2 separate regions of the Hordeum vulgare genome follow, and region 2 is linked to region 1. The links are chromatin contacts, called in public Hi-C maps. All regions are on one chromosome and are shown on one strand. The core of a region is the stretch at or near the end of the contact, and the rest is flanking DNA. Distances in the headings are between cores, read along the strand shown.

Region 1 (4,919 bases), core at 718-3,217:
CCAACGACGTGTCCTTTCCTTCTTGAGGCATCACTGTCGGAGAGCATTTCTTACGGTACAGGTGCTACGAACCTACACGAAGGGTGATATTAGTTCACGTCTGATGGTTGCTGATGCATGCCATTAATCATTGGCTCTGTGCAGACTCGATGTCTCTAATAGTTCTTGACCTAATATCTCAGAGGTAGTCCATGGGTGGAAAGAAATTTCCACTGCTTGCTCTGAAAAGGAAAAAAAAAATGGAATTTCCACTGACCGAACTGGCCCGAATAAGCATACACACAACGTACTGCCATCGTCCTACCCGTGGAAAACCGTGACCTCTAAATGCATGGGTGGCTACTAATTTAAACGTCGGGTGTGCATGGCGATGGTTGCGATTGAGCTTGCTGCCTTTGACCGCTATAGACATGATCGGAAACAAACACAAGCATCGTCTCACGCTAGCTGGCCGATTCCTCAGCCGAAGCGGAACTCGCCAGTACGTCCGCCACTCCACCTCCTGTCCCCGGCCGCGGGGGAGGGGGTCAGGCCAGGCTGGCGGCGCCGAGGCGTCGCCATGTGCGGCGTCCGCGTGGAGGGACATGACGCTATGGTGCGCTCGGTTCCGGCGGAGGGGATATCATAAACTAGGCCACCCGGAGGGAATTCCATCGTAAACTAGGCTGGCTTATCGAGGCCTCTCGCGCCTACGTGCCCCGCTACCCGTGGTGGGGGTTCCCGATCGCGGCGTCTCCGATGCGCCCCGGCGACCGATCGCGGATGTGGGCCGGGATGCGCTTGTTTTCTTCTTCCCCTTCCTCCTTTTCCTGCTCGGTTTCTTTACATTTTTTGGTGAATAAAGAGGACCTGGTGATGAGGTGTGTTCGTGGAGGATAAGGCAATCATGAGCGGCGTGTTTCTGTGTGCGCGCGGACGTGGTTTTGTCCGGTATTGATGGATGGAGGAGTGTGTGTTCCTGTGTTTGGTGGCGTTCGGTGGCGCCAAACTGCACCGGATGCGGCGAAATGCGTATGTGTATGTGTGTGTGTGTATTTAACCACTACTTGAGGGTCGAGATGGGATTTTGTTTCTATGCGCACTCGTCTGGTATCTTGGGAATTGGAGATTCATAAATCCATGGACGAGGATAATGTACTATGTGCACGTATATACACATCGGACTCACGGGGCTAGCCAGGACTGAAAAATAATCCAAGGAAAGGAAGAAAAGAAGAGGAGCCACCCTCTGAGAACGGAGAAGAAGTTGCAAGCGAAGACAGTTAACGTGCCTTTTCGTTTTCGCGAGAGATGCCGTACCTTTTATGTCCATTCGTCTGGTATCTTGGAAAATGGAGATCTAACCGTATCATATTCAAATACATCTGTGTAACGGACTCACCGAGCTAGCGAGAAATAAAACAAAATAACATGGCGGAGAAAAAGAAGAAGAAGAGGAAGAAGAAGAAGGACGACGAAGAAGAAAAAGATAATGAGTAAACTATGAGTGGTATTCCCTCTGTAAACTAATATAACGGACGGACTCAGAGAGCTAGTGAGGAGATAAAACAAAATAACATGTCTATGATGATGATGATGATGAGGAGGAGGAGGAAAAAGATAAGTAAACTATGAGTGGTGCAATTTTAGACAAGGTTACAGCGAGATCGTTCAGGGTCTGCATGTGTAAAATGATTACATGTATGTTTGGTTCTCACCCTCACATGTATGCCCGGAACAAAGTGGCTCCTGGACATAGCATGGAAAGTAGAAAAACAAATGCCTGGTCAGACATGACATGTTTGGTTGTAGTCCATGCCTTGAAAAATCTTAATGCTAAATAACACATACTCCCTTCATAAATAAATAAAAAAGTGTTTAAATCACTATTTTAATTATTTAAACGTTCTTCTTTTTTTTATGAAGGGAGTACTTTTGAGGCATGACCCATACGAGAGAATCTGCTGATTGGAGTGGAGCCAGCTGCCATGCAGCACCCAGGCGACCTATTCCAACGCGGCCTGGGCCAGGCTAAGCCACATGTCTGGGTCAGGGCCAGGCTAAGTAAGACGCTGACATCACAGACTCACAAAAGATAATGAGTAAACTATGAGTGATATTCCCTTAATTTGTAAACTAATATAGCAGACTCACAGAGCTAGCGAGGAGATAAAACAAAATAACATGTCGATGATGATGATGATGATGATCATGATGATGATGAGGAGGAGGAGGAGTAAACTATAAGTGGTGCAATTTTAGACAAGGTTGCAGCGAGATTGTTCAGAGTTAACATGGTGTAAAATGATCACATCATACGTCTAGAAAGAAAATTGCAGTAAACTATTGGCACAACACGTGAGACTCTAAATTATGGCATGGTAACTCTAATTTTCTAAGTGTAGCAATGCAAGCAAATTCAAAATTTTAAAGGGGCTGCTACGCGTCCACCGGTGAATGTTTAATAAACGTCCGCCACCTCAACGGCCGTTGGATGTATGCGGCAGCCGTTCGATCCGTCGCCTCCCTGCACCCAAAAATCATGAAACAACGGTTGAGTTTCAGAAACAACGATCGAGTTCCATTAAATTCCTGAAATAATGATCGAGTTTCAGAAACAATGACTTTGTTACAGATTTTTTTTTGACTTTCTCCAAAATAGGTATTAATTGTTTGCAAAAGAAATTTTGCAACAAATGTCGTGTTGCAGAAAACTTTTTGCAACAAAGGTCGGGTTGCAGAACTCAGTTGCAGAGCAAGCCGGCGGCGGAGGGCGGTAGCCGGGCCGCGAGCAGGCCGGCGGCGGAGGGCGGCGGGCCGCGGGCAGGCCGGCGGCGAGGCCGCGAGCACGCCGGCGGCGGAGGGAGGCAGGGCCACGGGCAAGCCGGCGGGGCTACGAGCAGGGGCGGCGGTGCCGTGGGCGGGCGACGGGGAGACGGCGAAGGGCGCGCGGGCCGCGGGCAGGCCGGCGGCAGAGGGCGGCGGGACCGCGGGCAGGCCGACGGCGGAGGGCGGCATGGCCGCGCGCAGGCCGACGGCGGAGGGCGGCATGGCCGCGCGCAGGCCGATGGGCGGAGGGAGGCGGGGCCGCGACAGGCTGGCGAGTCAACACGTATTGCATTATCAAAGAAAACATAATTATATTTGGTAAGACAATAAGACATTGGGGTGGTTAAGGTAATTTTAACAAACGATGGGGGAAATAAGAGAGGCAAGGCGGAAATCAAAATAGGGAGAGGGGTTAACATACCATAGATTGAACGGTGAAATGAGTGAAACATGAACATTATTCTTTTATTTTAAATACTAGCAAAATGGCCCGTGCGTAGCCACGGAAAAAAAACATAATCTTCAATGATGATGACCACATTATGTTCACATATCATCGCTTGATTTTGAAATTTTATGTACAAATGCAAGAAAATGTTTTTTCTTTTAAATTTATTCACAAGCTGAAGCAATCTTTACATTTTCAAAAAATATATATCATGATTGTCAAAAATCTTGATAACTCAAAGATTTATTCTGAACTTTAATAAAAAAAATTAGAAAACATACAATAAAAATTCGATCCATCCAACAGTTAATTTTTTAAAATTCACACAGTTATATTGTCACAAAGACTTAGAAGCATTAATGTTTAACTACATACATTAGATCTTTCGTGAACAATTTTACAAATATGAGAACAATTTTAAAATCGAGAACATTTTTTACAATTTACAAACATTTACTAAAAATCGTGAATATTTTTTATATTTCGAACAGGTTTAAATATTTTCTTTTGAATTGGCGACCAATTCAAGAAAAGGCGAACATAATTTTTTATGTTGGAGGATTTTATTTTAAATTCACAAACATTTTATCAAACGCATGAAGTTTTTCTAAATAAACAAACATTTTTATAAATCAGTAATATATTTATTAAATTCATGGACATTGTTATAAATCAGTAATATATTTATTGAATTCATGGACATTATGTTTTCGTCAGCATTTTATTTCAAAATTCCTATTTTTTAATATGGAAAAGTTTATGTAATTCTAAATTATTTAAATTAGAAATAAACAAAAATGGAATGGAAAATTTTAAATAAAGAAAAGAAACTATCAAAACAGGCATTAGCTATTTTTAAAATTTTAGGACATTTCTTAGATGCATTAACATATTTTCAATTAGAAAGCATTTTGTTAAATGCCTTTAATAATTTTGAATACATGGAATTGTATTTGAAATCATGGACTTTTCTTATTGTACAAATATTTTTCTAAAATTGCAACATTTTATTGTATATGCGAGCATTTTATACAAAACTCCGGGCAGTTTTTGAAGTCACAAACATTTTATTTTTTAAGTATGTTGATTTATGATTTTCAGTTTATTAAAAATTTAAAGATTATTTGAAGTTCTAAATAATTTAAAATAAAAAAATAAAACGGAACTGAAAATAAATAAATAAATAAACGGAACTAAAAGCAGGCGCCTGTGCATGGGCCAGCCCATACGGTATGATGGATATTCTCCCAGCGTGCAGAGCGTAATATAGGAGGTTTTTACATGGACCGGACCAGTCCAAGATTTTTTGCTTTGTGAAACGTTTTCTATTACTTACGGTGGCATGGTGGGTAATTTATGCAAACTTTAAGGGTAATTTCCATGACGGACGACCAAAAACCCTATTTGTTTTATTATTAGGGAGAGATAAGTAGAAGAATTTGTGTTAGAATAGAGTGTTTAGGGTAACTCTAATCGATCCCCTATCGATGTTAGAGGAAGATAAATTCGGTTATATTTCTCTAATGGGCACCTAGTCGATCCATAACATGGGTTAATGGAGGATAAATTATCCTCAGGTGCCTAACTCATCTCTATTTTCGCTCCACGTCTATCGCTTTAAGCAAAGGCTCACACCTCTGTGTCGCCTCTCCCTCATCGATGC
Region 2 (4,919 bases), core at 1,156-3,655, 610 kb before region 1:
TCATCACAAGTCTTACAGCCCGCCTACGTCATCCTATTGTACTTGCTCTAACGGACAATAAAGATAGAGATACCTATAGTTGTTCCTCCTTTTTATAGAATCATAAATCACGGATGGGACGTAAATATGACATTTGGTATGTAAAATATGATATAAGGTATGTGTAATATTTCCTTGTAGATTTTTTGTCAATGACCGTTTCGCGTGCTACCATCTGTAAGTCAGTAGAAATAAGGACTTACACTACACACTTACTGCTAATGAATGTGTTCTATATTACACCATGTAACAAACACTCAAGATAGAGATACACATCATTGTTCCTCCTTAGATCCATAAAAATGATGGATGGAACGTGAATATGATATATGGTATATAAAATATAATATAAGGTATCTGTAATATTTCCTTGTAGATTTGTTTTCAATGACCGTTTCCGTGCAATCATCCGTAAAATCAGTAGAAATAAGCACATTTACTACTAATGAATGCGTTATATATTACATCATGTAACAGACAATCAAGTTGGAGATACACACCACCGTTCCTCCTTTTTGAACAATATGAATCATGGATAGGACGTAAATATGATGTACGCAAAATATGATAAAAGGTATGTGTAATATTTTTGTTGTTGATCTTTTGTCAATCACCGTCTACGTGCTATCATCCGTAAAGTCAACAGAGGTAAGGACTTACAACGTAGTTACTGCCAATTAATGTGTTATATATATTACGTTATGTAACGGACAATCAAGATAGAGATGCACATCATTGTTTCTCCTTTTTAGAACCATATAAACCATAGATGGGGCGTAAATACAGGCCCACGTAAATATGATATGTTTTATAAAAAACGTAAATAGATGTAATTGATATATTATCCATGACCATCTACTGGGGGAGAAATGAGCAACCTAACAATTCAACATGTGAGACCTTAGATGTTTGAACGACTGAACGACCACATCACGATATACCAAAATTTCTTGAAGGTATTCGTCGGTCCTAAGTCAATACATCAGTTACCAATCTTAAATGCCTACATATATACGAATACAATCTTGTTGATCAATGAGGTCACCTACACACTTCAAAACACACACGCAAAGACCGACAATAAGATCCATATCATCTAGCTAAAATTTCCGGACACAACTAGTTCAATGCCAATGTAAATGTGTTACACCCGATTGTCTACCTAGAAAATATTTCACATAGCCACGCTATATCTATCACCATCCTCGTTGTATACTCTGATTATTTTTTAGGGTGGGATCATCGGGTTGTGATGATCTATCATGTAAATTTTTGTACATATTATTCTCTTTTTTATAAGCTAAGGTATATCATTGATGTGCTCTCGAGAAAAAAAAACTGATTTTTTTGTTTGAAACAGCTACGCAAACCGCCAAAGGTGCCGCCACGCAATACTCTATCAGTTCTAGTAGTACTTCGTCATGGTGTCATTCATGTGATGGAAACAAATATACGTATATCAATTGCACTGCTCAAGCGTTTCCAGAAAGAGTTAAGAAAAGCTACGAAATATTGTTGACTATGGCCGCAACAACCTCCTACGAGCAGGACAAGGCAAGCAAACGCTGCATCCACACGCAACGCCCACACCGGATACATGTATCTCCCGGCTGCCGTTGAGCTGGCCGCGGCATGGGCCCATGGCTCCACACACGCCACCTCCACGACCAATCATTCACCACCACGTCATCCCGGCCACATGTGACCCACCTCCACGTCATGTGCGCCCGTCCGTGTAGGCTTGGGTGCGTGCGCGGGGACGCGCCGCCCCTAGTTCCGAGACAGGCCTGATGTCGCCTGGGAAGCTCGCGTCCGTCGGATCTCGGGAGTGGCTCCATCGGACGGCGCGAAAGGGACCCAGCGCGCAGCGCCCAGTCGGCGCTCCCGCGACACAGACATCCTACGAGGCGGAGCCGCTCCGCGCACCCGGGCCCCGTCCACGGACGCATGCACGTGCCACGCAGCGGTCAACATTATCACGCGCCGGAACAAAAGTCTCCCACCAGCCCGGTAACTGACATGTGGGCTCGCGTCACGCGGCCCCGCTGTCATCGAGCAGGACCATGCGGGGCGACCCCGCACCCGCGGAGATCGATGCCGTTTCGCTGAAGCCGGGCCCGGGGATACAGGTGGGGCCCGCGTGCAGTGGGATGGGCCGAGGGCGAGCGGGGGAGATGCCGGGGAGAGGCTGGCGTGGGCGGTGGAGCGCTTCCCACAGCCCTCGGCGGGCGCCACGTGTGGCGCGCAGCCGCACTCTCTCCCTTCCACCTCCTGCTTGCCCTGTTCATCTTCTGAGTAACTGCACCCACCCCCTACCCCCACCCCCACCCCCACCCCGCACCTACACACAGCGGGACAAACGCTTTGGCCGCACACACACATCGCATCTCCCTCTCTCGCCCGGTCGCCCTCGCCCTCTAGCTCTCGCTGCCTCCGTCCCTTTGCATGGACGCCTCCGCCGGCTCGTCGCCGCCGCGGCACCCGCAGGGGAGCGCGCCGAGGCGCGGGAAGGGCCCCGCGGTGGAGATCCGGCATGGGGAGGACGACTTCATGTTCGCGCAGGATACCTTCCCGGCCCTCCCGGACTTCCCTTGCCTCTCCTCGCCGTCGAGCTCCAACTTCTCCTCGTCCTCCTCCTCCAACTCCTCCAGCGCTTTCGCCGCTCCGGCGGGAGTGGGCGGGCGTGGGGGCGAGGGGACGCGCGGCGAGCCGTCGGAGCCTGCCGCGGCCGGGGACGGGGTGGACGACCTCTCCGACATCGACCACCTGCTCGACTTCGCGTCCATCAACGACGACGTCCCCTGGGACGACGAGCCGCTCTTCCCCGACGTCGGGATGATGCTGGAGGACGTCATCTCCGAGCAGCAGCAGCAGCAGCAGCAGCATCCGCTGGCGGGCTACGGCGCGGGCGGCAGAGTGGCGTCGGATGCGGCTGGTGGTGGGGGAGAGGACGCCTTCATGGGTGGAGGCGGCTCGGGGAGCGCGGCGGACGACCTGCCGCGGTTCTTCATGGAGTGGCTCACGAACAACCGAGACTGCATCTCGGCCGAGGACCTCCGCAGCATCCGCCTCCGTCGATCTACCATCGAGGCCGCAGCCGCGCGGCTCGGCGGGGGGCGCCAGGGCACCATGCAGCTGCTCAAGCTCATCCTCACCTGGGTGCAGAACCACCACTTGCAGAAGAAGCGCCCCCGCGTCGGCGCCATGGATCAGGAGGCGCCGCCGGCAGGAGGCCAGCTCCCCAGCCCCGGCGCAAACCCCAGCTACGAATTCCCCACGGAGACGGGTGCTGCCGCTGCCACATCTTGGATGCCCTATCAGGCCTTCTCGCCAACTGCATCCTACGGCGGCGAGGCGATGTACCCGTTCCAGCAGGGCTGCAGCACGAGCAGCGTGGTCGTGAGCAGTCAGCCGTTCTCCCCGCCGGCGGCGGCCGACATGCACGCCGGGGCCTGGCCGCTGCAGTACGCGGCGTTCGTGCCAGCGGGCGCCACATCCGCAGGCACTCAAACATACCCGATGCCGCCGCCGGGGCCCGTGCCGCAGCCGTTCGCGGCTCCCGGATTCGCCGGGCAGTTCCCGCAGCGGATGGAGCCGGCGGCGACCAGGGAGGCCCGGAAGAAGCGGATGGCGAGGCAGCGGCGCCTGTCGTGCCTGCAGCAGCAGCGGAGCCAGCAGCTGAATCTGAGCCAGATCCAAACCGGCGGCTTCCCTCAAGAGCCCTCCCCCCGCGCGGCGCACTCGGCCCCCGTCTGGGGAGGCCACTGGTCGCCGCCGGCCGTCCAGGCCCAGCCTCATGGCCAGCTCATGATCCAGGTCCCGAATCCGCTGTCGACGAAGTCCAATTCCTCGAGGCAGAAGCAGCAAAAACCCTCGCCGGACGCGGCAGCGAGGCCGCCCTCCGGCGGCGCCGCCTCGCAGCAGCGCCAGGGGCAGGCGGCGGCTTCCGACAAGCAGCGGCAGCAGGTGCATGCATGCACGACCACCTCTTGCCATTGCCATCCATCCATCGATCGCCATCCCGCATAGAATCACAAGCCATTGCTCCCCAAATAAGTGTGCGTACTTCGTAAGAGACGCACATCGCTGTCCAGCGATAGGATATCTCCTCCCCGCATGCGTGCGTGCGTTCGTGCGTGTGTGTTTACCTGCACGGTGAATTGCATCTCGAGTTCTCAACGAGGTTCCGTGCATGCGCGCAGGGGGCATCAAGGACGGCGGCGGCGCCGCCGGCAGGAGACAAGAACCTGCGGTTCCTGCTGCAGAAGGTGCTGAAGCAGAGCGACGTCGGAACCCTCGGCCGCATCGTGCTCCCCAAAGTGAGGCAGTCACCTCCCTATGGCGATCTTCTTCCTCCATCCACATCCCCATCCCCATGCACCACTTGCAATTTTCAGCTATTTATGTGCATGCAGCCACTTGCAAATTTTAATTTCTCCTTGATTACTCTTTGATTAATTAGACAAGATCAGTCTTTGGATTGCAACTTGCAACTGTATGACCTAGCTATGAATGGATCTTCCTCTCTTTCTATTGATCTTGGTGTTGATTTCCTTCTTGATTTCTCGGATTTTGCAAGTGTATCTATCCATGGATCTTCTTGTCTTTCCGCTGATCGATCGGTTGCGACTAAAAAGTGTCTCTTCTTCCATGGATGGTTTCAGAAGGAAGCGGAGACTCACCTGCCGGAGCTCAAGACGGGGGACGGCATCTCGATCCCCATTGAGGACATCGGCACATCTCAGGTGTGGAGCATGCGGTACCGGTAAGTAGTACTCCCGTCCATCGATTTCGGGATAAATTTAATAATATTAAACATGCATGCTTGATTAGTCCACTTTTATCTTTTTTTAATTATCTGTGTAGGCCACATATAGTAA

The links. Hi-C and Micro-C count contacts between places; a contact is called where the count stands out from the background.
Region 2: a Hi-C map of seedling shows a contact between it and region 1, with 1.8 times the contacts expected there. The contact joins the promoter of LOC123440665 here to the enhancer-like site in region 1. A contact is called at or near these places in 3 of 6 Hi-C or Micro-C datasets (leaf and seedling) and 1 of 1 datasets of contacts at active chromatin or transcription factors (embryo).

The regions. Positions count from the first base shown.
Region 1 is chr3H:568,469,184-568,474,102 of MorexV3_pseudomolecules_assembly, reverse strand. No RefSeq gene overlaps it. Among protein-coding and RNA genes, the nearest start is that of LOC123445171, 13 kb to the right of the region's middle. Within about 2 kb of position 1,967, at least 2 of the 3 cell types and tissues checked have open chromatin away from gene starts, as enhancers often do. A contact at or near this core is called in seedling, where this site is marked.
Region 2 is chr3H:569,080,235-569,085,153 of MorexV3_pseudomolecules_assembly, reverse strand. It overlaps LOC123440665 (B3 domain-containing protein VP1-like), which reads left to right and starts at 2,405. Exons shown (of 6, transcript XM_045117225.1): 1 at 2,405-4,005; 2 at 4,242-4,358; 3 at 4,707-4,804. The coding sequence starts at 2,485.